Regions from separate parts of the Mus musculus genome. Here all the other regions are linked to region 1. A link is a contact called in public Micro-C and promoter capture Hi-C data. All regions are on one chromosome and are shown on one strand. The core of a region is the stretch at or near the end of the contact, and the rest is flanking DNA. Distances in the headings are between cores, read along the strand shown. Region 1 holds the start of Pdzrn4 (PDZ domain containing RING finger 4). Region 2 holds the start of Yaf2 (YY1 associated factor 2). Region 3 holds the start of Gxylt1 (glucoside xylosyltransferase 1). Region 4 has its middle 84 kb from the start of Gm30085. Region 5 overlaps Gm30085 (a long non-coding RNA gene).

Region 1 (5,397 bases), core at 1,860-4,359:
AACATCCTTTTAAGGATCATACCCCTTGTTTGTCTGAGTCCTAGTCTACTTCATATGCAGAACACTGCATTAACAAAGTAGTCACCTGATATGGGCGGCCTCCTATTATGTTGAATCCCAAAGTGTCATCTTCTCTTTCCAACACAACAGTGAACGGCTTCTGCTCTCCATCCTAAGTGAAAGAGCAAAAAAAAACTGGATAAATAAGAAAAAAAATGAGAAAACAATATAAGACACTGTACTGTTAATAGAGAAGACTCGTAAGGATGCTTGACTCAGTCAGCTTTCTCCTTAATCACACTTTAAAGCCTGTATTTGAAGAAAACTGCTGCGCCTGTGAGCAGAAGGGGGTTTCCAAATAACTACATGGATTTGCACTTCACACAGGGAGTATCCCGCTCTGACTCCACCTTAACTGCAAACAGATGTCCAGGCTTCACCAGGCAGGGCTTTTTATTTTTAAACTTTGTATGACAGAAAAGTAAAACAAGTTGTCAGTGGATCTCAGAAACATTTTTTTAATGTAAATTTTCACTGTAGAGTTTGAAAAAATCACTGAGCTATTTATAAAGTCCCTTCGGCAGCAACGTTCAGGCTGGCCCTGTAATGCAGGGTCTACTGGAAGGCAGCCATCTTGATTTTAAATAGCCTCTCTATTAGGTTTGTCATAATTCTCACAGAGTAAAAATAAAAGAAGTTTGCTTGGTAAATAGTATGTATTTCTTTCCCAGTGATACAGTAATATTTAAACAAATATAAATTATACAGCCACCTGTTTGTTAGCAAAGACTGATTTAAACAGGCACTGAAGTAGCCAGACAAGATGCTCTGTAGTCACCATTAGAGACCTTAACTGTTCTGAGGGACTGAAACACCTGGAGTCACATCTGATGCAGGGATTGAAAACCGACTGCATCCCCACTGCTACCTTGCTCCCCCCTCGCCCCACCCCTCAAGAGCTTTCCCAGAGCCCACAGCAGCCCCTTGAGGCAGCAGAAAGCACAACCCTTGGAGAGCAGCATTTGATGATGAATCCACAAGGCAAGGCACAGAACAGTGGTTCTCAATCTATGGGTTGCAACCCCTTTGCTGGAATCACATTATCAGATATTTACATTATGATTCATAACAGTAGCAAAATTACAGTTATGATGTAGCAAAATAATTTTATGGTTGCGGGTCACCACAACATGAGGTATTAAAGGGTTGCAGCATAGGACAGCCCTGGCATAGAAGCACAGTTTGGTGGGATGCTGTAGTTAGTTCTTTATTCTGTAATTCTAACGGTTGCTCCTTTCAGCCAGCATTGAATCATGGACTGGCAGTGCATAGCAAACGTGTGTGCTTTTCTCTAGCTCATCCATTGGAATGAAGATTATCCTATACACAAGCAGACTAGGGAACTCATGTAGCCTCCAGTCTTTTTAATTTTTATTCTCTCCATTAACTAACTGCACAAGGTGCTGTGTTATGCAACGGCATTTTTACCCAAGTATGCTCCATGTGCATCGTATAATCAGAGCAGCTTCTCTCACATTGTTTTTCAGACTAGGGGTAGGAAGGTTAAAACAGAGGGCCAGGGTGGGAGGCAGATCTAAGCAACCAGTCCCAAACGGAAGCCCTCTCTTGCTCCTCCCCGGGGGGGTGTGTGTGGGGGGGGGCGTGTAGAAGAAGTGAAAACAGCACTTGAGTAGGGGGTACAAGTTCTGTCAAATCTTGCTTGCTCTGCCAGAGACCGTTCAAGTCAAACACCAACTGAAGACAGCTGATAAACACGTCTCTCTACCCAGGCTGCAGCTCGCAGCTCAGGACTAGCCCCTTCCATGAAGTAGGGAAGACAGCTGCCTCTGCCAGGTACTCAAGGAGGCACTGTGACTTCAGGCCTTTGTTCTTGTCCTGGGACAGGTCCCCAGGTAATAACAGGCACACTGGCCACCAATAAGGTCTCGTGAGGTCAGGAGAGAGGAATCAACAGGGAAGGTCGGTATCTCTGTCACCACCATCCCTCGAGGCCCCTGAGCTGAGGAAAGGGTGGGTAGTTAACTGATAGGCATATTTTGGCAGAGAAAATAAGTCTCTCACAGCCAATTAACCGGTTTACTTATAGAATTTGCTCCAGGCACAGGCCAAGGACGCGAAAGATGGGCAGCTTAGGTGAGCAGGGGAGTGGAAGATGAGAACAGAGTGTGGATGGGAAAAGAGTTCACTCAATTTCTCCTCCTGGAGAAGTTGAGTTTGACTCCCTTAATCCTAAACGGTGTTTCTGGGGCAGCGATGCAGATGAAGGTGGCAGAGCATAATCAGATGCAGCTCTGAAAAAGGGATGGCACCTCCATAAGGAGTCCTCAACAGTCGGGAAGACGCTCCCCTTCCCATCCCAACCGTGCTCTGGGGTTCATTCCCCTGGGCTTACCTGGCCGCGGCCTCCCGGGTTCCCGACGAAGTTGCGCGTGTGCGCCATGTACAGAGCCAACTTCTCCTGATACCTGCGCTGCAACAAGCTGACCTGCGCCCGCCGCGTCTTCCCCACCCCGACAGCAGGCGACAACCAGAGGCCGACCTCCAGGTCCGGGTGGCCCCTCACGCGCGTCCCCACTCCAGCAGGTCTTGGTCGCCGGGTGCTTTTCCTCCCCGCCGCCTCCGCAGCCGCCTGGGCAGTGGCTGTCACAGCCGCTGGCAGGGCCGAAGGCGCAGCGCTGGATGTGCACTGCCAGCACCCGCAGTCGCCCCTGTGGCCACAGCCCTGTCCGCTGTAGTTGCACTGCACGCGCAGTTGCTGGACCAGGCTGCGCAGCGGCAGCACCCGGTACAGCTCGCCCGGCGCCAGCGGCTGGCACTGCAGCGGGCACCAGCGTCTCCCCGCCGCCCAGGGCAGCAGGCAGCTGGCGCAGAAGACGTGCCCGCAAGGCGTGCACGCGGGCTCCTCCAGTACCTGGCCACACAGTAGCTGGCACTGGAAAGCGGGGTCCACGGCTTCCGCGAGACGCTCCAAAGCGAAGCCCATGCTAGTGGTGGGAGGGAGGAGAGCCAAAAGGGGTGTCCCCGCTTCTTCTTTCAATCACCCCCAAGCTGCGCCAGGGCCAGCGGTCTTACCGCTGCTGAGCTCTTTGAGGGGGGAGGTTTGTGTGTGAGCTCAGAATAAGTTTGGCTTGGAGTTTCAAAGCTGTGGCTAGGTCCTGACTTCTCTGTATTGAAGCTCATTGAAGCCACCTGAGTGAACCCTTCCCCATTACCCACTTCTTTATGGCTTTGTAATGCACGGTCTTTCAAGTTTATCCTTGAGAGGGAGGCTTGTTTACAGTAGTGTTTGGGCCAGCTTTATTCTTTCTCTGAGTCTAGAACTTGAGTCCCCCAGGGTGCTTTGTCTGGGTACAGCTGGCCATGGGCAAAGCATTGATACTGAGAATGTTAAAGTCTACCAGGGTGGAACATTCCAGGGATCAGGATCTTGTGTCAGGCAAATCCTTAGTTAGAAAGAAAAAAAGTTTGAAGTGATGAATACACTTTTGTTCTTTCAAGGGAGGTAACTAAAACAAAAAACAAACAAAACGTCAACTAAGAACTCTGACTCTAAAGCTTCCGCGCTGGAAAAAAAACAAAAAAACAAAAAACAAAAAACAAAAAACAAAAAACAAAACAAAAAAAAAAAACACGTAGGAAATCATCCCCAGAGCCAGGCTTCTCAAATCAAGATATGGAAATCAGGTGATTGTAGCAAAGGGTGATCTCTGAACCAGCAGTGAGGGTTGGGGACAGGCCAGTTGTCTGCCTGGGGCACTTTTTTCTTGCTGTGGGGGAAGGCAATGAGCAGCCTCCCTCCCTTCCGCCAGGTGAAAAGACTAAGGTTTCATTAACTGCAGCTTGCCTCCCAGTTCAGAGAATTGTCACGCTCTGTATTTTCCACTTTGAGAAGTATTTCACTACTGGGAATGGGCTATGAGAAACATTTTACTATTGGGCACGGGGTATGGCCTTTTGAGCACCTGGAAGAAAACAACAACAACAACAACAACAACAAAGTGATAATCATGAACAAAAGAGGCACGGTTTCTCTGCATAGCCCTGGCTGTCCTGGAACTCACCCGGTAGACCAGGCTGGCCTCTAACGCAGAAATCCACCTGCCTCTACCTCTCGAGTGCTGGGATTAAAGGCATGCGCCACCCCGGCCCGGTTAGAAGCCTCTCTTTACTCAAACAGAAGAGAATCATTCCAAATTCCAAATCCCTTCTAGTTTGTCCTTCGGTGTGTGGCCTGCCTTCCTGAAAACATAGGGGACCTTCCAGGGCCATCGCCTTCTCCCGAAACTTAAGAACACAAAGAGCCCATAACACCAGGTAACACCGGGATATAAGCACGTGGTTTACCGCCGTTAACCAGAAACCATGCGAGATGCTTGGGATGAGGATTCTTAAATTAATCACCCTCCTTGCCAGCTGGGTGCTGTTCGTGGAAGGCTGTGAAGAGCATCAGTACAAACAAATCCAGACTTGGTGATAATAATGGCAAATAGCTTCCAATCAGAACCTTCTGAGAGCTGTTGAGAGCCAAGGAAACCTTGAAGTGATGTTCCAGATATCTGAAATATTCTTTTTGTTTTTGTCAAAATAAAAAAGCTATATTGTATATGTTCTACACATCTATGTAGTCTTAATTTTTTTAAGGCCGATTTTATTTAGAGTTCTTAAACACATCAACTTCCCTTCTAGCCTACTGACTGGAGGTAGGAGAGGGAAAAAAAGGTTACTAGGAAAAGAGGGTTGAGGACCTGTTGAGAAGTAGCTCCCTCAGGTGACTCCACTCTTGGTTGTCAGGTTAACAGCAGTTCAGTTCAATAGCAAACACCTAACATGAGTCAGAAACCGCCATGTGATCCAGCAGAAACAGCAAAGCTCTGCGGAATCAGCATGAGTCAGCAGAAGCCACGGCATCAACCAGAATACCACAAGAAGTTCTTTTGAACGTTTCTCTCTAGTAAGTGAAGACCAGTGAAGACCAGTGAAGACCAGTAAGTAAGGCATTGCGTGGCACATCATAGCAGTAGTCTTTGTAAACACCATACACCCTCTGAAATGTCTGTTTTCAGCAAAAGATCATAAGACAGTTTCCAGAAAAACACCACATGACACAATTGAGTTTTTAAAGAAATCAAAATTTTCCACTTCAAAGCTACCACATAAATTTTATTTGCTGATATAGTTCAGAGTTTCCCTCCATTCAGTCTTATCTTTCTACAAACAGGCATGATAGTCCTATTATAAAAGTAAGGCATGAGCAGACTGTGGCACAGCGTTAGGAACTTATAACATTTTGATTATTGATGGGAGGACAGATGTCCAAAGCCATGACCGTAGAGAATAACAAGTTAAAACACAATGACACACAGGGCTGAAAAATGG
Region 2 (5,397 bases), core at 1,081-3,580, 940 kb before region 1:
GATAGTTACTAGTGTCAGCTAGGACCCTGTGGGGAACTACAGAAAGGATGGTGTGTAGATGCTAGACACAGGTTCTCTCATTGACAGGTATAGTCCCGGAGGCTCTGCAGTAGAGGCAACAGAGCAGAACAGAGCTGGCCCAACGGGATTGCTTCTCTGCTGTCTGCTTCCACCCCTCTTCTTGCCCCCCCATCTTTTAAAGATTTATTTACTTTATGTATCTGAGTACACTGTACTAGGTCTCATTACAGATGGTTGGGAAGCCCTTTCTGCTTCTCTTTAAAGAGGTAATTAAAATGAGGTCATCAGGCGGCTGGTGAGATGGATCGGCGGTTAAACGCACTGACTGTGCTTCCAGAGGATCCTGGTTCAATTCTCAGCATCCACATGGTGGGTTAAAACTGTAACTCTAAGCCGGGCGGTGGTGGCACATGCCTTTAATCCCAGCACTGGGGAGGCAGAGGCAGGCAGATTTCTGAGTTCGAGGCCAGCCTGGTCTACAAAGTGAGTTCCAGGACAGCCAGGGTTATACAGAGAAACCCTGTCTCGAAAAACCAAACAACAACAACAACAACAAAAAACTGTAACTCTAGTTCCAGGGGACTCAACACCATCACACGCACGCAGTCATACATGGAGGAGAAACACCGATGCCTATATAAGGAGAGAGAGAGAGAGAGAGATCATTAATGTAGGTGCTAATCCAATGAGTGACGTCCTTATAAGAGAGCATGGCATAGGCAGAAGTGATAAAAAGAGATTAGGATACAGGCACTCACATACAAAGATGTCCCTTTGAAGGTGGGACCTAGGTAGATGGCTATCTGCAAGCAAAGTGGAGCCTTGGATGAAAGCAGCCCTGACATCTTTATCTTCTACTCGGAGCCTCCAGTATTATGGGAAAAAACATTTCCATTGCATAAACCACTCAGCCTCTTTTATCTTGGAAAATTAACGCAACCTCTAATATATAACTTTTACACTCAACTAAGTCAGACTCTCTATTCTGCAAAAATAAAGTAATACTAAGCACCCAAGCAAACCCCACATAAAACAATCTTTTAAATGCTTTTCCAAATTTCTAGTAACTCAGTGCCTTGTGCAAGTGCTCCATCTCTGAGCTGTATACTCCCACCCGTTCTGCTATAATTCATTTTGACTTTCTTTTCTCAGAAGCTTGAAGCCTATTTCCCTCTTAATTACCCCAATTAATATCATATTCCCAATGATAAAAAGGAGAGCATCCTCCAGTTTGGTTATTAACTCTTGTTTGGTAAGTAACACATCAATACAGTAGTCTCCCTTTTGCTGGAGTTTTGCTTTCCTGTTTCAATTACCCACAGACGATATAGTTCAAAATATTAAGGACTTCCTAAACAGTTAACTCCTCAAGTTTTTAGTTGCCATCTCACTCTGAGTATCATGATGAAAATTTGCTCCATCCTGCTCTGGCCCAGCTGGATACATTTTCTAAACAACCTTATAGTATCCCAGGAGCCACACAGTCAGATCAACTGTTAAGTACGCAGTGCCTGAACTGGGTCCCCTTCAGTTAGTTAAGCCTGATGCGGAGGCTACAACGCCTCCATCAGCACACCCAAATAAGGCAGAAGAAGGCAGGGCTCCGAGAAGGGATGGATTTCATCTCTCCTTTCTTCAGGGGCAGCTTTCCTGATGACGGTTCACCGACTTGGCATGCTAAAGTCGCCCCTCGATCAGAGGGATGTCAAGCTAACTCTGGTTGTGGGGTACCCGCCAGATCGGCGAGGTGGGAAGCAGAGCTTCAAGGACCAGCGAGATGGCTGTTTGGGTCTAGCAGGCGAGGTGTGTATCCCCGACAGGCTGGAGTAAGGAGACTCGGGGAGGTGGTGTCCAGGGCACAAGCAACCTCGTCTGCCTTACGTAGGCTCACGAGCGTCCGTTTTATAACAAGCCACTGCAGAGCCCCGTGAGGCCAGGAGGACGCCGCTGCAATTAAAACCGGATCAGACCCTGGTTTCGTCACGTTTGAATTATGTAAGCTAGAGCAGGGCACCGAACCTCTCCCGAGCCTCTGGGTCGCTTCCCCAGAAGGAAGGATGACAGTCCCCGCCGCGCCGGGCGCACGCGTGTCTGCGGGCGCCTGCCATCGCGCCCTTCGGGGCGTGCGAGCCACGGCCGGAGCGCTCCGGGGCAGCCAGCGGGCGGGCGAGCTGGAGGGAGGCGGCGCCGCGAACTCGCCGCCGGTGCTGGGCCGCGCTCCCCGCGTTTGAAGTCTCCGGCGCGGCCGCTGGTTGGCCGGCGCGGGTCACGTGCGCGCAGGCAGGAGTTTCCCCGACAGCTGGAGGCTGCGTGGGATCCGGCGGCGGCGGCGGCAGCGGCGGCGGCGACGGCGGCGGCGGCGGCTGCAGCTCGCGGCGCGGCCTTCCCCGCCCCCTCGCCTCCGCGCTTCCGCCGGCCCCTCACCCCGGCGCTGACAGACCGGCGCGCGTCGGCAGCGAGCATGGGCGACAAGAAGAGCCCCACCAGGTAGGGCGCCCGCCGGCGGAGCGCCCGCGGCCCGGGGTCCCGTGGCGTGGCGTGGAGCGGCGCGGCGCGGGGCGCGCGCGTGTGTGTGGGGAGAGGGGGTGCGGCGCGGCGCGGCGGGGCGCGCGGCTGCCCACAATGGGCCGCGATGGCGGCCGGGGTCAGCGGCCGCGCTCCCCTCCCCCGCGCGGCGCCGGGCGGGGCGGGGGTCGCGGGCCGGGCGGGGCGGGGCGCGGGGCCGGGCGCGGCCTGCGGCTGACCCCGCGCTGCGTCGTGTCCGGTTGTGTCCTGCAGGCCGAAGCGGCAGCCGAAGCCCGCCTCGGATGAGGGCTACTGGGACTGCAGTGTCTGCACCTTCCGGAACAGCGCCGAGGCCTTCAAGTGCATGATGTGCGATGTGCGGAAGGGCACCTCCACCCGGTGAGTCCGGCGCGCCCGTGGATCCCCCGCGGGGCCCCCCGCGCGACGCGGGACGGCGGGGCGGCCAGCCAGGCGGCGGCCGCGGTGGGGCGCGACCCGGCTGAGCCGCGGCTGGCGGCGAGGGCTCGGTGGCGGCGGCGGTGGCGCCTGCTGCGGAGGATGAATTATCCATGGGGGTCGCCGGCCGCTGCCGTGCCGTGCCGTTCCATGCGTGGCCGGTGCGGTGCCCCCTCCCCAGCCGGGCGCAGAGACCGTGATCGCTGGTCGCATTGTGGTGTTAGTGTGCGGGGAGGGGGCGGGGACGGGGAGCCGGGGCGGGGGAGGGGACGGAGGAAAGGCCGCGATGTCACTCGGTCCCCCTGGGGAAAAAGTATCGCTTGTAGGATCGTAATGGATTAAACTTTCTTAGTAACGGATGTCCGGAAAGGGTCAGGCCAAGGTTTCGCGTCTGGGTTTTTTTTTGTTGTTGTTCTATTTCTGTAATAATTTTTTACAGTTAAGTAGTTGGTTGGGAGGTGAACCCAGCAACGCAGTTTTACTCCAGTGCCTGGATATTTTTACACAAACGAGATGACATGATCTTTGTCTGTTGCCGGCCCTGGATTTGTTGTATGGTAGGCATATAGTATTATAATTGTCTTTCCAAAAAAAAAAAAAAAAACCATTTAAAAGAGTTAAATTTAGGAAATTCGAACTCAGTAGCATTCTTGATCTGTCTCCACTTGGTCATAGTTCCCTTGGGAAGGCCGCCTTTAAATCCACTTCTACAGTGATTTGTAGCAATATTTAAGTAAGGCATTTATTTTGCTGCTATGAAGCCTATTCAAATACAAATGATTACAGAATACGGGGAATTTTCTGTTTGAAACAGAGGGCCTGTATAATTTTGACATTCTAAATAGTCAAAGTTATTTCTAAAAATGATGTATCCTGTTTTTTTTTTAAAAACTCAGTTTATAGAATTTTACTAACATTGTAAGTGTAGAGACATGTCAGGATTTTATTGTTTCTACAATACTGGTTGTTTTTGACATACCTGTCATAAATCTCAATAGGTTTTTACTACGAATTCTCATTTACATTGAATACAATATTTTTAGTATTTCTTGGTGTCTATTAAAAAGCAAGGTTTTAAATCCCTTTTAAGTTCAAGGAAAGATTCTAAAAAGAGAAACTACTTGCTATTTCTGGACTCACGTTTTAAGTGTTTTGGAAAGCACGGTGTATATGTCTATATAAGGATGGAAACGGCTTAGTGTATAATATATGTGTATTTGTAAATGAGCAATATGGAGATCATTTGACTTGGGTTTTTTTTTTTTTTTTTTTTTTTTTTGCTTTTGTTTTTACTTGTATCCTCTCATACTTTTAGACGAACACTGGATTAGAAGAGCCTATTTGTTTATTTGCAGGGACAGCAAGGATGGGGGCAAGCTGGTGTGTCCTACTCCACAGCCAGTCTTGGGGTTAGAGGAGCCCCGAGAAGTAGAGTAGGTGGTGACACTCAGAAGAGAAGCACCAGGCTGAGTCCCTGACTCCTGGAAGAAGGAGGATTGTAGCACACAGGGGAGCTGGCCCACAACAGAAGTGGGCCTGCTTTAGAGAGGCCTGAGACCCACCTGCAGGCCCCTGGCTTTTTGTTTTTGTTTTTGTTTTTGTTTTTAACCAGTAGATCCAATTTTTAGTGGTGGAAACATTACTTGAGGAGGACTCAGAGAAGCATTGTCATTTGGATTGAAACTGAAGAGGCTCTGGGCCCCTCACCAGAAGTCTAAGGGACACCGTGTTCCTAAAAGTAGGTGCTCAGAACGGTGTCCCTCTGAGCTTCTTCCTCTCTCTCTCTCTGAATTGTCTCCTTTGACTTTACCCCTAAGTGAATGGCAGGAGTTGTAACTTCTCTGTTGTCTGTTACATTTCCCTTTGCTCCCCCCCTCCCCCCCCCCCCCCCCGCCCCGAGATCTGTGTTTGGATGGATCAGTAGAACATGGTCTTGTTAATAAGTAGATGCTGGTTACATGCACAGTGTTTGGATGGATCAGTAGAACATGGCCTTGTTAATAAGTAGATGCTGGTTACATGCACAGTGTTTCCTCTTAGGAGTGACAGGAAACCAGGTGAAGGACTGGGACACAGATGGAAGGCAAGAGTTGAGTGGTCGGGGGACATTGTTCCCCCAGTTGATGTGCCTGTTGGCAGATAGGATGGAAGGAGAGCAGGGAGGGGGCAGCTGCAGCACACAGGGACACAGCTTGCTAATGACTTGTTTGTGTGACCACAGCCAGCATTTGGATCCCTTGGGTCAGAACAACCTCTGAACTGAATCTGTTCTAGCTGCCAATCACGAAGGCAAGCCTAAGCTATTCTAGATGTCTGAAGCCTTTTCTTCTTTATGTGTATGTGCACACATGTACTGTGTACTTACATACGTGTATGTGCACACATGTACTGTGTACTTACATACGTGTATGTGCA
Region 3 (5,397 bases), core at 2,122-4,621, 880 kb before region 1:
GATAGGTACCAGGAGCATAGCTCTGGTCTTCCGCAAGAGCAGTATGCACTCAAACCTCTTCTAGCCCAGGACCTTCTAAAATAGAGATTCTTAATATTTGATTTAAATCCAGAATCAGTTTTCTACCTCATACAAATCTTTTGTCCAACTTTAGAGAAAAAAAAAACCTTTGCATATTAATTTCAAACTCCATTCCTTGTCATTGTCTACAGTGTCACCGCGTTGAATATGCCTGACCTTACTTAAATCCTGTTTCTTCCATTCACACTCATTCTGCTGAGTTGAGAATTTGGATTTACTCAGCCTGTCACCGGCAAATTAAAGATTGTTGTCCTAGAGATCTACTTGTAATATATACGTGAAAGAAAGGAAGGGAATGTCCACTCGATGTTGAAATAGGTAAAGTTGTTTTCAGTAACAAAAGTCAATTTAGGAAGATAAAAATGGAAAAAAAAGAAGAAGCAGGTGAATGCTGGCTAGAGAGCAACATGCAGTGACTCCTCCCTCAGCTTCCAGGTAGCCAGGGCTGCTTGGTGTGTAGGTAGTATAAACGGTCTCATTTGTAGATGGCCTTTTTTAATTTTAATTTTAATTTTTTGCAACAACATCTTTTGCAAAGTATAGGATTAAAAGATCGTGAACCCCCCTGTGAAGAACATGATTATTCTGTGTGTTCTTCGCATACATTGTTGGCTGGCTTCCCTTTATGCTTTATGATCTGTGAGTTGAGAGATTACTCTTTATTCTTTCTACATGTAGTTTCTTGGGGAAAAAAAAGTATTAGCAATTACCCCCCCACACACCCTTTTTTAAAAAATGGGGCCACAGTGTGTTACGCAGTTTGATGTGGGACTCACTATGCTGACCAGGCTGGCTTTGAACCTGTGGTGGTAACCCTGCCTTGGCCTCCGAAGTGCAGGAATTACAGGTGTCAGTCATTGAGGCAGCTTTCCTCAGTATCTTTGAAATGGGCCGTTCTGCCTGGGTCCTCACTCTTTACTCTAGCTGGTACCATGTCCTCCAACTCTCCCTTCTTGTTAGTGCTCTTGTAATTCTCTGCACTCTTTTATCTTTATTTCTCTGAGAATTGTAAGGTGTGTTAGAAAGATGTACTATTCTCTTTGTTTTTACTGGCCTGTCTCCTTTTTGAGGGTAGGACACTCCTTTATTCCTGAATACTGTGCATCCGAGCCTCTTGTCTGGCATGTAGAAAATATTCAATAAATATTTATTGAATGAACAAATGTATGTTTTTTTTTTTCTCCTTATACATCTTCGTTGTTCATTGGATTTTTTTGGGGGGTGGGGGGGGAGTTAAGGCATGACATTTAATCCTTCTGAGATGGAAACAGCCCATAGTTCATCAGGTGATCTTGCCATGGTCATAGAGCCAGGGAATGAGAGCTTTTATGCCTGTTATTGTCCCTCACATTGTCCTTTGTGGGCACACTTCTCAGTGACCCAGATGCAACTTGAACAATTCAATAGCGAGGTTTTTCTCATGACGTGTGTGTGCACTTTTAAGTGTGCATGCATCTAGTTTTAAGTGTGTGCTTTTCAGTGTGGTTTTGCCTGTATATTTTTAAAATATGTGCATTTTACTTGTATTTTAAATGTTTTTGTTTCAAGTGCATTTTAAAAATATGTGTTTTAAGCGTGCATCTAAAGCATTTAATTGTTTACATGTATTTAGGTGCATGTGCAGGTTAAGTGTGTTCAAGTATATCTTGTGTGCATTTTAAGTGGATTTTTAAGTGTTTAAGTCTCAGTTTTGGCTCTGGATTCGCTTACTCCAATCTCTCATCTCTGTCCCAGCCTTCACTCCAACCAGACTCGCTCTCTAACATGCAAATGTGATCATCTTCCTTCCTTCCTTAAAAACCTTCAAGCAGATCAAGTTCAAACTTCCAAGAGTTTCCAAGAGTAACTGCTATCCCTCTCTGCAGTCTTAACCACTCCCCGAGTCCTTTCTTGCGGACTCATCCTGGCATCGCGCTTCTCAGTCTCCTGAATACGAGAGCCGCTTTCATTGCTCGCTCAGTCTAGAATTCCTTCTCTTAAGAGGGCCACCCTCGCTCAGGAATACTCTGCTATACTAACTGGAAGGTACAAGCGACTCACTTTGGGGCGTGTCCACACCCGGTGGCTATCCTGTCTTTGTACAACAGCCTTCTTCAAAAGGGAATAAGAGCTTTTGCACCAGATGTGAATGGCGTGTGTATTGCCTGGGAACATGGATTCGGGTTGGGTGGAATAACACGTTCCAATACAGAATAAAGTCAGAAGTTAAGGCAGTTTCCAGATACCGGTTGGACCATCAGATTGATTATAGCAAACAGGAAAAACTGACAGGTGTCAGATCTCATCTAATGACATTTTAAGCTTTCAGAATGGTGGAAACCATTGATTCGATGAGGTTGCTTTAAAGGTTTTGAGCCAAAAGTATGTTGGGTATGACACGATTGGTCAACGAAAGCCTATTAAGGGACTAAGAATAATCATAGAGTTTAAGCTTTGTTAAATCGTCCACAGGTCTCCCGTACCAAAGTCCCCGAGCTGCACATTCTCAATATCTGCCTTCCTCCCCGTCCCTAGGTCCCTACGAGGCTTCAGCGTGACCCAGCTCAAGGCGTGGAGTGTGGCGGGAAGGAAGGGAGGCCGGGTTTGGAGAGGACCAGTTTTGCTTTGGGTATGCAAATGATTTGTCAGCAACGTCTAATAAGGCTGCCTTCCCAGCCTTGTGTGGATGGGCAAGCAAAGCACCATTGCACTACCGCCGCCTTACGACATCCCACGAAGCACAGATGTTTTAGACCCGACGCTGAGGTCCGTGAGGAGCAGGATGGGTCGAGGAAGAGTTAGCAAGTGCGGTAACCACGGTTTCTTTTTAGTCAACGCAGCGATGCCTGAGAATTCAAGTTGCCCAGCGCCACAAACTGCGCAAAGAAAAATCGCAGATTTAGGGCAAGGGCCTACAGCCCTGCTTCTTTCGCTACACTTGTCCACAGCTCAGAGCCGGGCAATCTGTAAAGAGGAACCAGCATCCATCTCAAGGCTCGGCGTGAAGGCCGGGAGAGCGCCAGCGCTCAGCTCCGCTTCCGGGTGCGCTGCGGAGGCGGAGCCTTGGCCGGGCGTTGGGGCGTGGCCCGGAGGCGGGACAATACCAGGCAGGGGCTGTGGTTTGAAACAGAGGCGGGGCCTGCGCCGGATGTGGGAGGGGCTGTGAGCGGGGCGGGGCATGGCAGGGCTAGGGGCGTGTCGTGTGGGGTGCTGGGCTTGGGCGGCATGGGACCGAGTGGGACCTGGCGGGGATTCGGGCGGAGGGGCGGAGCGGGGAGGGGCGGGAACCAGGCTGGTCACGCTGCGGCTGCGCGTTGCGATTCTTCGTAGTTCGCCCGGGCGGGCGCGGCGGCGGCGGCGGTGACGGCGGTGACGGCGGCAGCGGCGGTGGCGGCAGCGCGGGCCGGGATGCGGCGCTACCTGCGGGTCGTAGGGCTGTGCCTGGCCTGCGGCTTCTGCTCGCTGCTGTACGCCTTCAGCCAGCTCGCGGTGTCCTTGGAGGAAGGAGCTGCCGGGGGCCGCAGGCCGCAGGCCGCGGTAGTTTCCTGGCTGGCGGACGGTGGACGCGGCACGGGGAGAGGCGCGGGCAGCGCGGGCCCGGGCCGGACGGGCAGGTATGAGCCGCATTGCCGGGAGTGGAGGTCTGGGAGGGCCGGACGCGCCGCTCCATCACCGAGCACTGGCTGGCTGGCTTCAGATTCAGTGTTAGACCAGTTAGAAATTGAATCGCTTTGCAACTTTCTGAAAGGTTCGTTGGAAGTAAGTGGTGTCCCACAAAATCCTAATTACACTGCGGCTAGTGGGATTCCCTCCTGTTTCCATGGAGTCGAAGCTGAGTAATTTGAGAATCAGGCTGGCGCCCTAGTTGAGCCCTCCACCTCCCAGGTGTCTAAATTTTCCGCCTAAATCTTAGCTTTTTATCAGTAGCCGTAGCTAAAGAAATCTGGATGTGGCATAAAGCGAGCTGTGAATTTTTATTTTGAAAATATTCGTTTTTTTGGAAACGTAAAGGAAGTTCAGAAACATGAGTGATACTTAATATGCTTATATCTATGGGAGGAGTAAGGTATGAAGAAATCACTTTAAAAAAAAAGAAATGAATATTTATAACACAGCATAATGAGTTGGTGGATTTGCATAAGTCACTGCCACGGTTAGAATCATGAAATTTAAATGGAAAACTGTTTGGGCAGTTTACTTAATTCGCACTGCCTCCTTGGTGGATTCCTGTGTTTGGGCAGTTCTGAGACCAACTAATTGGAGAGTGGAAGACAGGAATTGTAAAAAGAGTACATCCACTTTGAGCTGTTGTCTATGTAGCATCTGAGAGTTGATGGTCTTTTCCAGCGGGAAGCGGGTAAAAGAGAAGCTAGCATGGAGATAGTGAGCTCTTGGTTTATGGTTTGATTGTAGTCAGAGAAATGTGGGGTATAGGTGTGCTCTCAGGTTCCACTGCCTACAACCTACACCCCCAGACCCCCAGTAGGATTTGCCGAGGAGAGCGGAGGCAGGAGGACCATGAGTTCGAGGCCAGCCTGGGCTACACATTTAAAAGCCTGGCGGTGGTGGTGCATGTCTTTAATTTCAGCACTCGGGAAGCAGAAATAGGCAGATCTCTGAGTTCGAGGCCAGCCTGGTCCGCAGAGCAATGTCCAGGATATCCGGGGCTCTACAGAGGAGCCCTGTCTCAAAAAACAAAACAAAACAAAACAAAACAAAAGTATTAATTGCCCAGAATTACATAAGAAGTATTTGGGGAAAAAAAATCCAACTTGGAAGGAAAACATTTTTAAATGGTAAGGACAGTGTTTGAGAGAAATCTCCTTTCAACTAGTATATCCTATTTGAAACGATTATTTCAAACTAGGCTTGGTGGCTTACACCTGTATTCTCAGCATTCAGGAGGTAAGGTAGGAGGATGGAAAATTCAGTACCTGTCTGGTTTTCATTGGGAGTTCCAGGCCAGCCTGGGCTGCATAATGAGACCCAGGTTCAACAGACCAAGGACTGAGTTTGTATCCCAGCCATAAGGGACTTGCCTTGTCAGGTGCCGAGTTCAACCCCTCCAGGAGTTAGAGAGAGTAGTAGAGTCAGTTGGAGAAACCCGTGCCTCCATCCAGTCACTTTTGCAGGCGCCCTTGATCACAGGGTTCCTTCTCTGCTACACTGAAGTATAATCGACAAGAGTTACCTATGTTTAGTACCAACAGCTTGATATTTTTGACGCACATTCTGAAATGATCGTCACTTCTTTTCAGACTGGCTAGACCTCCAGTTCATGTTTGCTGAATCGTGTCGACATTGGTAGGATATACTACTGAGAATGTAAAGACGAGA
Region 4 (5,397 bases), core at 1,581-4,080, 690 kb before region 1:
CTCAGTCTTTAAAAAAATTACACGTATATATTTATTTGCATGTGTGTGCTCACTTGCACATGCCAGGCAAGTAGATGCCAAGGGGCACCTGGAGCCTGCTGGAGTCAATCCTCTCCTACAATGTGAGCTCTGGAGACTGAATTCAGGTTGCTAGGCTCAGCAGCAAATGCCTTTGCCTTCTGGGCCCATCAGTTCTCAGCTCTCAGTAATAGGAACAAGTTTTACTCTATTGCAGCAGAGCGATGACTGAGTTTTTCTTCTGTTTGTAGAACACATTCTAACATCATTGTTATGTGTAGAGATGATAAAGACTGTGCATCCAACAAGTGAAGGACCAGGTGGTCAATTAATTAAGTGTATTGTTATTATTTTTTTTCTGTTTTTCAGATAGATGATAATTTGTACCTCAAATGTTGTTTTTCCTCTCTCTCCATTCTAAGTAATGCCACTTTCACCTTATAAATTCTTTTTTTTTAAGTGGGGGCTATGTAAACAGTGTCAGCTCCCAGACCCTATCCTAGAAGCTGCACAAAAAACGTCCCATTCACTACATAAGATTGTAAACAAAGGCTGTTTCTTATTGTTGTATATTTTAAATGAATATCTTTTATAATTATAGACACCATGTGGTGGTTTTGATGTGAACCATACACAATTCATCAGGAATTCTGTGTAGCCAATAGAGTTTGTCTGTAGATAATATAGAATGTTCCTTGAAAAGCATTTTGTTCTTAGTGTACATGTGTGTATTTATGTGTGCGTGTTTGTGTGTATGTGTGTGTGTATATGTGTGTGTTTGTATGTATGTGTCCATGTATGTGTCCATGTTTGTGTGTATGTGTGTGTGTATATGTGTGTGCGTATGTTTGTAGTTAAGGATGGAGTGGTGGAATGCCAAAGGGCGGTCCTGCTGAGATGATTCCTGAAAGAGGTCTGAGAAATCTGGAGTTCTCTCGACAAACTGCATGTTGTGGGGTGGCTTGCCTAGATTGAGGGGTTTCTTTCTAGTTTTGTACTCACACCAGGACTTATTGCTTCCTGGGTATTTCTTGCTACACACCATGTCTTCATGTTAAAACTCACTTTGTAGAGAGGAGCTTGGGTATGCAGTCCGCAGCAACCAGGTCATTGAATTCCTGACACAGCGAGAAGCAGCTCTAGACTGGAAGCCCAAGCCAAGGGTGTTTGTGGCCTAGGGGGCATCTCTGTGCATCTGTAGAAAGCCCAGCTTCTTTTGGGGGAACCTTCTCTTTGGCATGTACCATAGTGTGATTGTAGGTGATATCCAGGAGGTTTTTCTGTGTAGTTTGCAGCTGTAGAGGGGAGTAAGTGAGAGCCAGAGCCCAAGAGAAAGACCAGGGGACCACCTGCTAGGAGATTGCTTTTGATTTCAACTAATTCAGCAGTTGTTTATTGTGTAACTGCTATGGGCTGATCGGATTCTAAGACCATAGAAGAACATAAAACAAAACAAAACAAAACAAAAAACTCACAAGAAAAATAGCAAACTTTAACTTTATGGAAGAGAGAGATGTTTTCTTTGGAAACAACAAGAACAAAGGAAACTCTGGGAAAGGGGAGTGGACATGGGTGGGTGGAAGTAGTTCCCATGGGCCTATAGGCTCCATGGCAGTGAACTTATAGTTCCCAAGTGTCACCGTGAAGCACAGTAGAGACTCTGCATTACAGTGTGATGTGCAACTGGGCTCGATCTCGTATAACAAGGAAATTCACCCCATGGAACCTGAGACATACCGCACGTGTTCACTGTATGATATGCTCTATGGTTAACTGGAGAGAAACTCTTAAGGTTTTCAAAGGAGAGAATGGCAGGGTCAGGCTGGTAAATTGATCTGGGTCAATAGCTTCTCTCTGGGCCTGAAGCAGGGATGCAAGGAGGCCGTTGAAGGGTTTTAAGGTAGAACTAGGGAAGTCGGAAGTAAAGAGAAGGTTCCACATGGCTCTGCAAAGCTTGGAACCTACACAGACGAAGAGCAAGAGATGCAGGACAGTTACTGTGTAACCAGGTCACCAGTGAAGTGGGCTGTAAGGGTGAAGGATGCATCTGAATAAAAGAAAAAAATCAATACTGCTTGCACGTAGTTTCAGGTGACAGGAAGTTCTGATGGAAACGGCCTTTGGGGCATTTGATTTCTAAGTCTGCTGGGGAAGTTCTGGGGGGCTGGAAGTCTTTGCTGTTACTAGATATAGGTGTTTCTTGGGCATAGGGCATGTGTGAGCTTGCTGCAGAGAAGTGGGTTGCCTAAGGAAGATGGCAGTCCAAGGACAGACACCAATCACCATAGATCTGGATGTGGACAGAGAAGTGGGCCCTTAAAGGAAACCTGAGGAGGCCAGAGGACTGAACCAAGTTGTTCTGCATCAGTTTCCTGGAGGGAGGCAAATGTGGAACTTCTGAGACCATTTTATTAATATGAGAAATGTTTATTAAACACCCTTGGCTGTGCTTTGGCTTTCCCACTAATTACTTGGTGACTGGCATTAGGCGCCCAGATGGTTGTACTGTTGAAAACACATATGATTAACTCCACAACGTTAAGAAATGGCTGAGAGTGAGGTCCCCTGGCCCTCAGCAGGAAAACACAAGACTCTCCTCGTGCAGCGGGCAAAGCTATGTTGGAGACCACCAGATGGGAACCCGGCAGAGGCACGTGGTAAGCAGGTGGCCTGGGGACCTGAGCCCAAGGCCTGCTGTGTGGCTTCCATCCAGAGCCACCCCTGGCAAGCGCAGCCTCCCGTAGAAGCCTCAGAATCCTTCCTTAAGCCACGAGGAGGCTGTGCCTTACCCGTTTCTCCCCCAAAGCAGCCCGTGCAATCTGTTCTGATGCCGCTGAGCCAGCAGGGGGTTGGGGCAGGGGGCAGCACCAGAGCTGTGCTGCAGCAGCTGCGAGGGGGTGTTGAGGAAGGAATGTCCTACTTCAGGAAAAGCGAACAAAAGCCTCCCTGTTACACAGAAAGAGTTTAACTAACAGGTGCTAGATGAGAGGACATCTCGGCTCAGGCCATAAGCCTTAGCTTCATCTGCAAAATACATTCCTGGAGATCTGTGGCTGAAAACGTTGCCACACACAAAGGTAGACGAGCTAAGGAAAACAATGGCCTAAGCTATATATCCTCTATATGTATATTTCATCTATCTATTATCTGTCTATCTATCTATCTATCTATCTATCTATCTATCTATCTATCTATCTATCTATCTATCTATCTATCTATCTACCTACCTACCTATTACCTATCTATGATATCTCAGGAAAGGGATAGGTACTTTTGTTATGGAGAGACTCCTAAGACCACCAGGCTTTGTTTTTGCTTCTGGCCTGCTAGTGCACAGGAACAGTTGCTGATTCCAGGGGTAGGCGCACCCCCTGCCCCTTCCCCCCTTCTTGTTTTTTATTGAGGCCCCTTCTTAAATGCTTTGTAGAGCTATGTGTTAGCTGTTGTAAAATACTTTCACTTCAAACACTTGGGATACAGTGTATCTGGCACCTGTTTTGCCGAAGGAGAAACTAGTTGCCTAGTGCCCCGGGGATTTTGCTGTTAAAGCTGCCCGGTAGCAAGACTGGGGTGTGAACCAATACAGGGCTTGCTGGGGCCCCACTGCTTCCGGTCTCAGTGCTCAGCTTTCTGAGCTTCACACACAATGATTTTGGATTTGCATCCACTGCCTCCTAGGCAGTTCTACTTCTGAATCTAGAACTGGGTTTTGGAGAAGTCATGAGGTTGGGGTCTCAGAATGGTGCCTCTGTGTTCAAAGTTGGAAGAGACTATATGGGCTGTGGCTCAGCTGCCTTCCTGTCTGTATCTCCGGCATTAAAGATCTCTCTTCAGCCTCCAGGCTGGGAGTCAGATGGAGGGAAACAGGTTCTTCGGACTGCAGAGGAAGACCAAGTCAACACCGCGGAGTGTCATGAAGGTAGAAACAGAAGACAAACACTGAGTGTAGGATATGTATACTCCTTAGGATTTTTGATGTGGACTGGAGACTACATCAGAAAGTAAAAGCGCGCACATTCACGCCAGCAGTATGAGTGGAGCTGTTCCTTTCCGGAATAGTTTCGCTGACAACTGACAGCTTACTGCTAGTTAGAGGCCATTGCCTGCCTCGGCTATTCCTGACATCTTTGGGGGAGGGGTGGGGAGGGGATGGGGTGGGATGGTGTAGTAACACTGGCAGATTTCTTATTGCTGATTTATCGTTGAGCTTGTCTTGTCTCTTGTTTGCTTGGTGAGCAGTGGTTCTCAACTTTCCTAATGCTACAACCCCTTAATACAATTCCTCATGTCGTGGTGATCCCCAACCATAAAATTATTTCCGTTGCTACCTTCTAATTGTAACTTTGATGATATTGTGGATCATCATGTAAATATCTGTGTTTTCTGATGGTGTCGGGTGACCCCTGTGAAAGGGCTGTTTGACACCTGGAGAGGTGGCAATCCACAGATTCGGAACTGTTAGAACATTGTTTCAAAAGGCAAGTTGTCTTGTTATCTCAGTTCTTGATGGAAGTATATTAAGAAGCACAAGCAAAATTTTCAACTGTTTTTAAAAGAACATGTACTTTGTTATTTCTTCAAGGGTGTGTGAAGCCTGTTGCTTGCTAACTGTCCACTTGAGATTGCTACATCTTCAGATACAAAGTATTTGCTTTCCGGGTTGAGTTCACGGTACAGAAACCCAAAATCCTGATGGAAACTATCTTCCTAGTGGTGACTTGATTTGAGTCAGGATACTTTTTTTTTTTTTTTTTTTTGGGTTGGGTGGAAAAATATCTTAATTTACACCCCCTACTGCCTTTGAAACCCTATAGGGTCTTAACAAATATGGCCTGGTAATTTTTTTTTCCTGCTTCCATTTACAACTATGTGTAAAGTGACTTTGCAGATCTAATGGCTAGAGATTGGCCAGCTTCCACACTCATTTAAAAAACACCATTGGTACCTCTGCTGGAGGGGGTGTTCAAGTCATCATCTCTAAATCTGCCCTTCTGAAAGATTTAGTGACCAGATGTCCAGGATCAGTGAGGAAGATCTTGCCTGCCAGAGTCAATATTTTTTCCCTATCATCCTGCTGGCCCAGGGATTTGAAAATCCCCATTAAGTCTTGTGAGCTGTGAATGTCTCGGGTAGAATATTGCTAGCCAAATTCTGGGTTCCTAGGTCAACCCTGCTGCAATATTTTGACTGTTTTCTTTCTTTCTTTTTTTTTGTCTTTATTATATCTTTGTCATTTAAAATTGGCTTTAAAAAAACAAACAAACAACAACAACAAAAACGAAACAAAACTATCTTTGCTCTCCTTCTAGTTTGGGCCCAGTTACTTTTCTTCTTGTCCTTGGCTTAGTTTTTCCCGACAATAGAAATACTTCTACTGGA
Region 5 (5,397 bases), core at 1,471-3,970, 610 kb before region 1:
TTGCAACTTGGGCCTCCATTTACTTGTCAACCTGAGCAACACCTGGAGCCTGGGTGCATTGCCCAAACTCACCATCCTTGGGTGTGTGTACAGTAAGCTGCACAAATCTCTTTGAGGGAAGTGTCGGTTCCTTGGAGGTATTCACAGACTGAGCTCACGAGGTTGTCATGGTCATGGATGGGAAAGCTCTGACTGAGTCTTCTTCTCTCTAGAACCCATTTAGGTCAACTCGTTCTTCAAAACAGTGTTGCTTCAAATATCTGCACCTTCACAGTTCACAGATGTGCAACCGAGTTCTGCAGTCGGAACATGCTTTTCTTCAAACCAATACATTGGAAATACATATTGATGTAGAGAGTCCTCCTGAGCCCAGGTGGTCTTGTGGTCTCGTGCAAGTGAGGTACAATGGATAAGGAGTGCTCTGGACAGTTGGAAATTAGCAAGTTGCTCACTTAAGTAGACATATCGTCAGTCAGTGTGATGCTCTGTATATGCTTAGCCTAGGAAGTGGCACTATTTGGAAGTACAGCCTTGTTGGAGTAGGGGTGGCCTTGGAGTAGGTGTGGCCTTGGAGTAGGAGTGGCCTTTTCGGTGTAGGTGTGTCATTGTGGGTATGGGCTTTAATATCCTCATCCTAGCTGCCTGGAAGCCAGTATTCTGCTAGCAGCCTTCAGAAGAAGATGTAGAACTCTCAACTCCACCTGTACCATGCCTGCATGGATGCTGCCATGTTCCCACCTTGATGATAATGGACTGAACCTCTGAACCTGCAAGCAAGCCCCAATTAAGTGTTGTCCTTATAAGACTTGCCTTTAGTCATGGTGTCTGTTCACAGCAGTAAAACTCTAACTAAGACAGTCAGAGATTTTTGCTTTTCTTTTTTAAAAGACAGGGTTTCTCAAACTCACAGAGATCTGTCTGGCTCTGCCTCCGGAGTGCTGGGACCAAAGGTGTGTCCCACTATGCCTGTTGGATTTTGGTCTTAAGTACAGAGGGATTCTTGATTTTGAGAAGAGAATAAAGTTGTCAAAAGGGCTTGGAGCAGTGTGGCCCATCCCAGGAAGGCTGGAGTAGGATACTGAGGGCTGGGCTGGGGCCACAGCATCACATGGCAGGCTGAATATTACACCATGCTTCATGGGCACCTGCAGACATCTGGCCTTCCTTAGCCCCAGCCTTATCATACTGCCACCAGTTAGTACCTGTTACTGACTGCAGCTGCCATCCAGAGACCCCTCTAGGTCTGACTTGTTCGCCTCCCTAGTGCTATCCTTAATGTGGTCAGGTGTGTCTAGTTAGCTGTGCCAAGTCCTCTACTGCACCCAGCTGTAACAAGGACTGGGAAGGCAAATGCAGCCAGCCTTCCACATCTGTGAGTTCAACCAAACGTGGGTGGAAAAACAATTTTTTTTAAAAAATGTGCATCTGTAGACTTCTTTCTTTTCATTATTCTGAAAGAGTACACTATAACATCGGTTTGCACCGCATTTACATCACACCAAGCATTTAATTATAAGAAATCTGGAGATTATTTTAATTAAAAGGGATATTTGCAGGGTATATGCAAATTCTAGACCACCTGATATAAAACAGCTGCATGTCCTCTGATTTTGGTGTGTTTGAGATGGAGATGGAGAACACCTTGGTACCAATTCTGGGAGCCAAAGGAGGACTGTGGAGCTCTTCCTCTGGACATTCCCCGAAGTGTAAGTCTCAGCAGAGGATTGCTTGATAACCCACAGTGGCATTCAGGGAGCCTGAACCCAGAAGGTCCTGGGTACTTACCACCTTCACCTTAGCTCCTACTCGAAGCATCTGGAAATAGGGACAGCATCCTCTCTTGTCTGAGTATATCACTCACGTGGCATCTAGTTGGCATGTACATTCAGTGTGTAGGTTGGTTGAGGAAGGGTGGGATTGCACATGTGTTTCTCTGAAAATATATAAAGGGTTTGTCAGGAAAAGGTCGCGTCTTACTCAGAAGGTATGTAATATTGTCAGGGCAGCGGAAATTTATTTCAATGGGTTTGGAGGGTTGAAGCTCATTATGGTTCTGTTAGATGTGGTCGTTTCTGAGGCTCCCCTCTGTTGTCTTACAGATGGCCACCTCCTCTTTGTGTCTCACATGGTCCCTTTTCTGTAGTGTATGCGTGCGTTTGTATGTGTGTGTATGTGTAGTGTAGGTCCATCTACACTTCCTGACTACCAGAATCAGTCAGATCAGACATGGACCCACTCATAGGACCCCACTCAACCTTTGTTCTCTTAGGTCCTGTTTCTAAGTCACATTCGGGAGATAGTAGGAGCTTCAGCATATGAGGTTTAAGAGTCTTGGGATCAGTACTGCAAAGGGCCATTCAGATTGTTCTAGTCTGAACTTTTCATTAGCATAGGCCAACAGGTAGCATAGGCCAACAGGCTTTTTTGGTTGTTTGTTTAATAACAGCCTTCTGCCTTTTTTTATTTTTCTGTGTAAGGAGCCCACTCTCTTCAGGAGAGCTGTTGTTACCAGTGGCTTTGCACATGCATATTACATCCCCTAGACTTGCCCCCAGCACACCCGCCTCCTTTCAGAGGAAGGCACAGAGGAAACAAGCAGGTGCTCTTTCCGATGAAACTGTGAGCATCAAGGACATGTGTTGGGCCCTATGTGGCCCTGGTTTGGGCCTTGAGGACAAACCCGAGCCTGGCTCAGTCACTTCCGTACTGGAGTGACTCAGCACGACCTGCTTGAGCCTGCCTTTGCCTAGCTACTGCTGACAGAATAACTTTGTTGGCTTTGTCAGTCACCCCACACCCTTCATCACCATTCCCCTCCCCCTACATCATCTCACCTCAGCAAAAAACCCCACCTCCTCTCTCAGCCCTTTATAAACAAAAGATTGATACAATTAAACAAAAGCAGGGGGTTCCTGCTTTGACAGACTCCGGGCTGGCTGTTTTAGGGTGGTGGTTCTCCAGAAGGCAGGAGATCCGGCTGCGACATTCACCATCTTGCTTCAGCCCCTGGCTGGACTGGGCTCTCTCCTCTCAGCCTGCCGGCAGACATGTGAGCCAGGCCAGGGCCTCTCAAGGACATGATAAGGGAGCCAGTGCAGTGATAGTGTATTTTGTTGATAGGGTTCAAGTTGGAGGGGAAAACCCTGACAGAATGAAGCCCAGATTTCTCAGGCATGGATTTCCTGTACTCTTAGGGGCTGAATTGGTATTCTGTCTAAAGTGTGTATGTTCTCTTAATCTACAACCATTTCCCTTCCGGTAAAAATGAAATATGCAAAGACCCACACTGGAGGGCCCTGGACTTGGGTAGCTTGCCCTTTTGACATTTTAAAAAAAGATTTATTTATTATTATTGTATGTATATGAGTACACTGTAGCTGTACAGATGGTTGTGAACCTTCATGTGGTTGATGGGAATTGAATTTTAGGACCTCTGCTCTCTTTGGTCCGCTTGCTCGCTCAGTCCCTGCTCGATCTACCCTAAAGATTTATATATTGTATGTAAACACACTGTAGCTGTCTTCAGACGTACCAGAAGGGGGCGTCAGATCTCAATATGGATGGTTGTGAGCCACCATGTGGTTGCTAGGATTTGAACTCAGGACTTTTGGAAGAGCAGTCAGTGCTCTTATCTGCTGAGCCATCTCACCAGCTCCCTTCTGACTCTTTTTAAATACCTCATAACACCATTCCCTGCCCACTGTGGCTCAGTGTCCTTAACTGACGCAGAATGTATGACTGCAGAGATAGTCCTTGCCATGAGGCCTGATGACCTGAGTTAACATCCACGAAACCCACCAAAAAGTGGAAGGAGAGAATTAATTCCTGTTCACAGACAGATAGACAGACAGACACTCACACACACACACTACATTTTAAAAATGGGTGCATTTGAGACTACATTTAAATATTCTATTTTGGCTCTCTTAAAGAAATAGCAAATATGATTATACAATGGACAAGATTATGTTCCTAACATTGCAGAAAATGATCGCAGTGTGGTCCTTCTAAGGATAGGTTAAGCTAATTTTAATGCTGGGTAGGCCGATTCTGCATCCATCGCAGGGAGATGGTTTAATCAGGCTGGGCCAGGCTGTTTACTCTGTGTACTCAATGCAAATCACCTACAGTACCCACGCCTTCTCTAGTCGGTTCCACATCCCCAAAGCACGCGCCTCCTATCTCCCAGCTCCCACCTTGCACTTGTACAGATGATTAACTACAAAGAAAGCTCATTTCTCCCAAGTGGGGTGGTAATACTGTTTTTCAGGAAGAAAATATGTGGTGAACCAGCACTTACCAATGTGAATGTATCTAAATTTTAAATATCTCTTTTACATATTTATTCACTAATAAAAAATGAAGTGGATGCTGGCTTTAAAAACTTTTTTTTTCTTTTAAAGTCAACCATCATTGCAAATGAGGAAGAATTGGGAAGGATTGTTGTATTTATGCAAAACTTATTTTTTCTGGGGGGAAAAAAGACGACACAGAGAGATTAAAGATATCCACAAGTCATCAATATGTCGGCTGTTTTAATTTAGCCTTCTGAATAAGTCTTAAAATGCACTGTCTTGCATAGGGCTTTATCAGTTCACCTTCCTCCAAGGAGATAAAATAAATGAAATCAGCATTCTTTTCCACTCCCTTGGCATAAATTATTACTTACCCTAAGCAAGATGACTGATGCTTTCTAAAGCTCTTCTAATTACGTGCTAAACAGATTAGCGGCTGAAAGAAAGTCCATACAGAGCCCTGAATGGAGAGGATTCTCTGACTACCTGCACATGGGTGGGAGAACTGTACCCTGCCAACTGTTATCATGGCAAAGGTCTATGCTGTTTGTTGTAGACTTTGAAACTGGGGATTTCCAAGAATTTCAACAAAGTAATATTTTTTTCCCTTCACCACCATTAGAGGACATCAGAAGGACCAAAGCTAGTGATTCAGATATTTGGTCCATTACCCCCACTCTTGCTTCTTCCCTATTCTGAGCTAGAGTGGAAGATTTACAAACAGCAGCAATCATCTCTCCCTCCCCAATAGGATGACTTAGATATATACCAGTAACGATACAGTGTGCTTGATGGAGAGGTTTAGGTGAGCAAGATCTCCAAATGGGGTCTGGAGAGAAGGCTGGGAAGCAAAGAGCACTTATTGTTCTTCCAGGAGATCCAAATTCGGTTCCCAGCACCCAAGTCACGTGGTTAAAAGTTCTGCAATTGTGGGCTCTTCCTTCCTTCCATCCTTCCTTCTTTCCTTCCTTCCTTCCTTCCTTCCTTCCTTCCTTTTTTCCTTCCTTCTCTTCCTGCACCCCCCCCCCCATTAAAAAAAAAAAGCTTTAGGCTAGTGAGACAGCTCAGCAGTTAAGGGTAGTGATACTTTTACAGAGGACCC

The links. Promoter capture Hi-C pulls out the DNA fragments that hold promoters and counts their contacts. Hi-C and Micro-C count contacts between places; a contact is called where the count stands out from the background.
Region 2: a contact with region 1 is called in a promoter capture Hi-C map of embryonic stem cells, with 5 times the contacts expected there. The contact joins the promoter of Yaf2 here to the promoter of Pdzrn4 in region 1. A contact is called at or near these places in 3 of 39 promoter capture datasets (cranial neural crest, embryonic stem cells and hippocampal neurons), 1 of 484 Hi-C or Micro-C datasets (forebrain), 3 of 115 datasets of contacts at active chromatin or transcription factors (embryonic stem cells, forebrain and stem cell-derived neural progenitor cells) and 1 of 9 other capture datasets (adipose tissue).
Region 3: a promoter capture Hi-C map of embryonic stem cells shows a contact between it and region 1, with 4 times the contacts expected there. The contact joins the promoter of Gxylt1 here to the promoter of Pdzrn4 in region 1. A contact is called at or near these places in 5 of 39 promoter capture datasets (the C10 cell line, cranial neural crest, embryonic stem cells and 2 more), 2 of 115 datasets of contacts at active chromatin or transcription factors (astrocytes and embryonic stem cells) and 1 of 9 other capture datasets (embryonic stem cells).
Region 4: a promoter capture Hi-C map of hippocampal neurons shows a contact between it and region 1, with 4 times the contacts expected there. The contact joins the enhancer-like site here to the promoter of Pdzrn4 in region 1. A contact is called at or near these places in 7 of 39 promoter capture datasets (the 3T3-L1 cell line, the C10 cell line, cranial neural crest and 4 more).
Region 5: a Micro-C map of embryonic stem cells shows a contact between it and region 1, with 2.6 times the contacts expected there. The contact joins the enhancer-like site here to the promoter of Pdzrn4 in region 1. A contact is called at or near these places in 3 of 39 promoter capture datasets (embryonic stem cells, hippocampal neurons and pre-B cells), 1 of 484 Hi-C or Micro-C datasets (embryonic stem cells), 2 of 115 datasets of contacts at active chromatin or transcription factors (both in embryonic stem cells) and 1 of 9 other capture datasets (embryonic stem cells).

Annotation. Positions count from the first base shown.
Region 1 is chr15:92,394,522-92,399,918 of GRCm38.p6, reverse strand. Pdzrn4 (PDZ domain containing RING finger 4) reads right to left here and starts at 3,109. Exons shown (of 10, transcript NM_001164593.1): 1 at 2,414-3,109; 2 at 86-172. The coding sequence starts at 3,004.
Region 2 is chr15:93,333,868-93,339,264 of GRCm38.p6, reverse strand. It overlaps Yaf2 (YY1 associated factor 2), which reads left to right and starts at 2,330. Exons shown (of 4, transcript NM_024189.6): 1 at 2,330-2,508; 2 at 2,800-2,925. The coding sequence starts at 2,483.
Region 3 is chr15:93,273,153-93,278,549 of GRCm38.p6, reverse strand. Gxylt1 (glucoside xylosyltransferase 1) reads left to right here and starts at 3,371. Exons shown (of 7, transcript NM_001357006.1): 1 at 3,371-3,674. The coding sequence starts at 3,469.
Region 4 is chr15:93,082,569-93,087,965 of GRCm38.p6, reverse strand. No RefSeq gene overlaps it. Among named protein-coding and RNA genes, the nearest start is that of Gm30085, 84 kb to the right of the region's middle. Within about 2 kb of position 2,830, at least 14 of the 459 cell types and tissues checked have an H3K27ac peak or open chromatin away from gene starts, as enhancers often do. A contact at or near this core is called in hippocampal neurons, where this site is marked.
Region 5 is chr15:93,003,489-93,008,885 of GRCm38.p6, reverse strand. It overlaps Gm30085 (a long non-coding RNA gene), which reads right to left. Exons shown (of 6, transcript XR_384349.4): 3 at 1,786-1,933. Among named protein-coding and RNA genes, the nearest start is that of Gm30085, 4.7 kb to the right of the region's middle. Within about 2 kb of position 2,720, at least 62 of the 459 cell types and tissues checked have an H3K27ac peak or open chromatin away from gene starts, as enhancers often do. A contact at or near this core is called in embryonic stem cells, where this site is marked.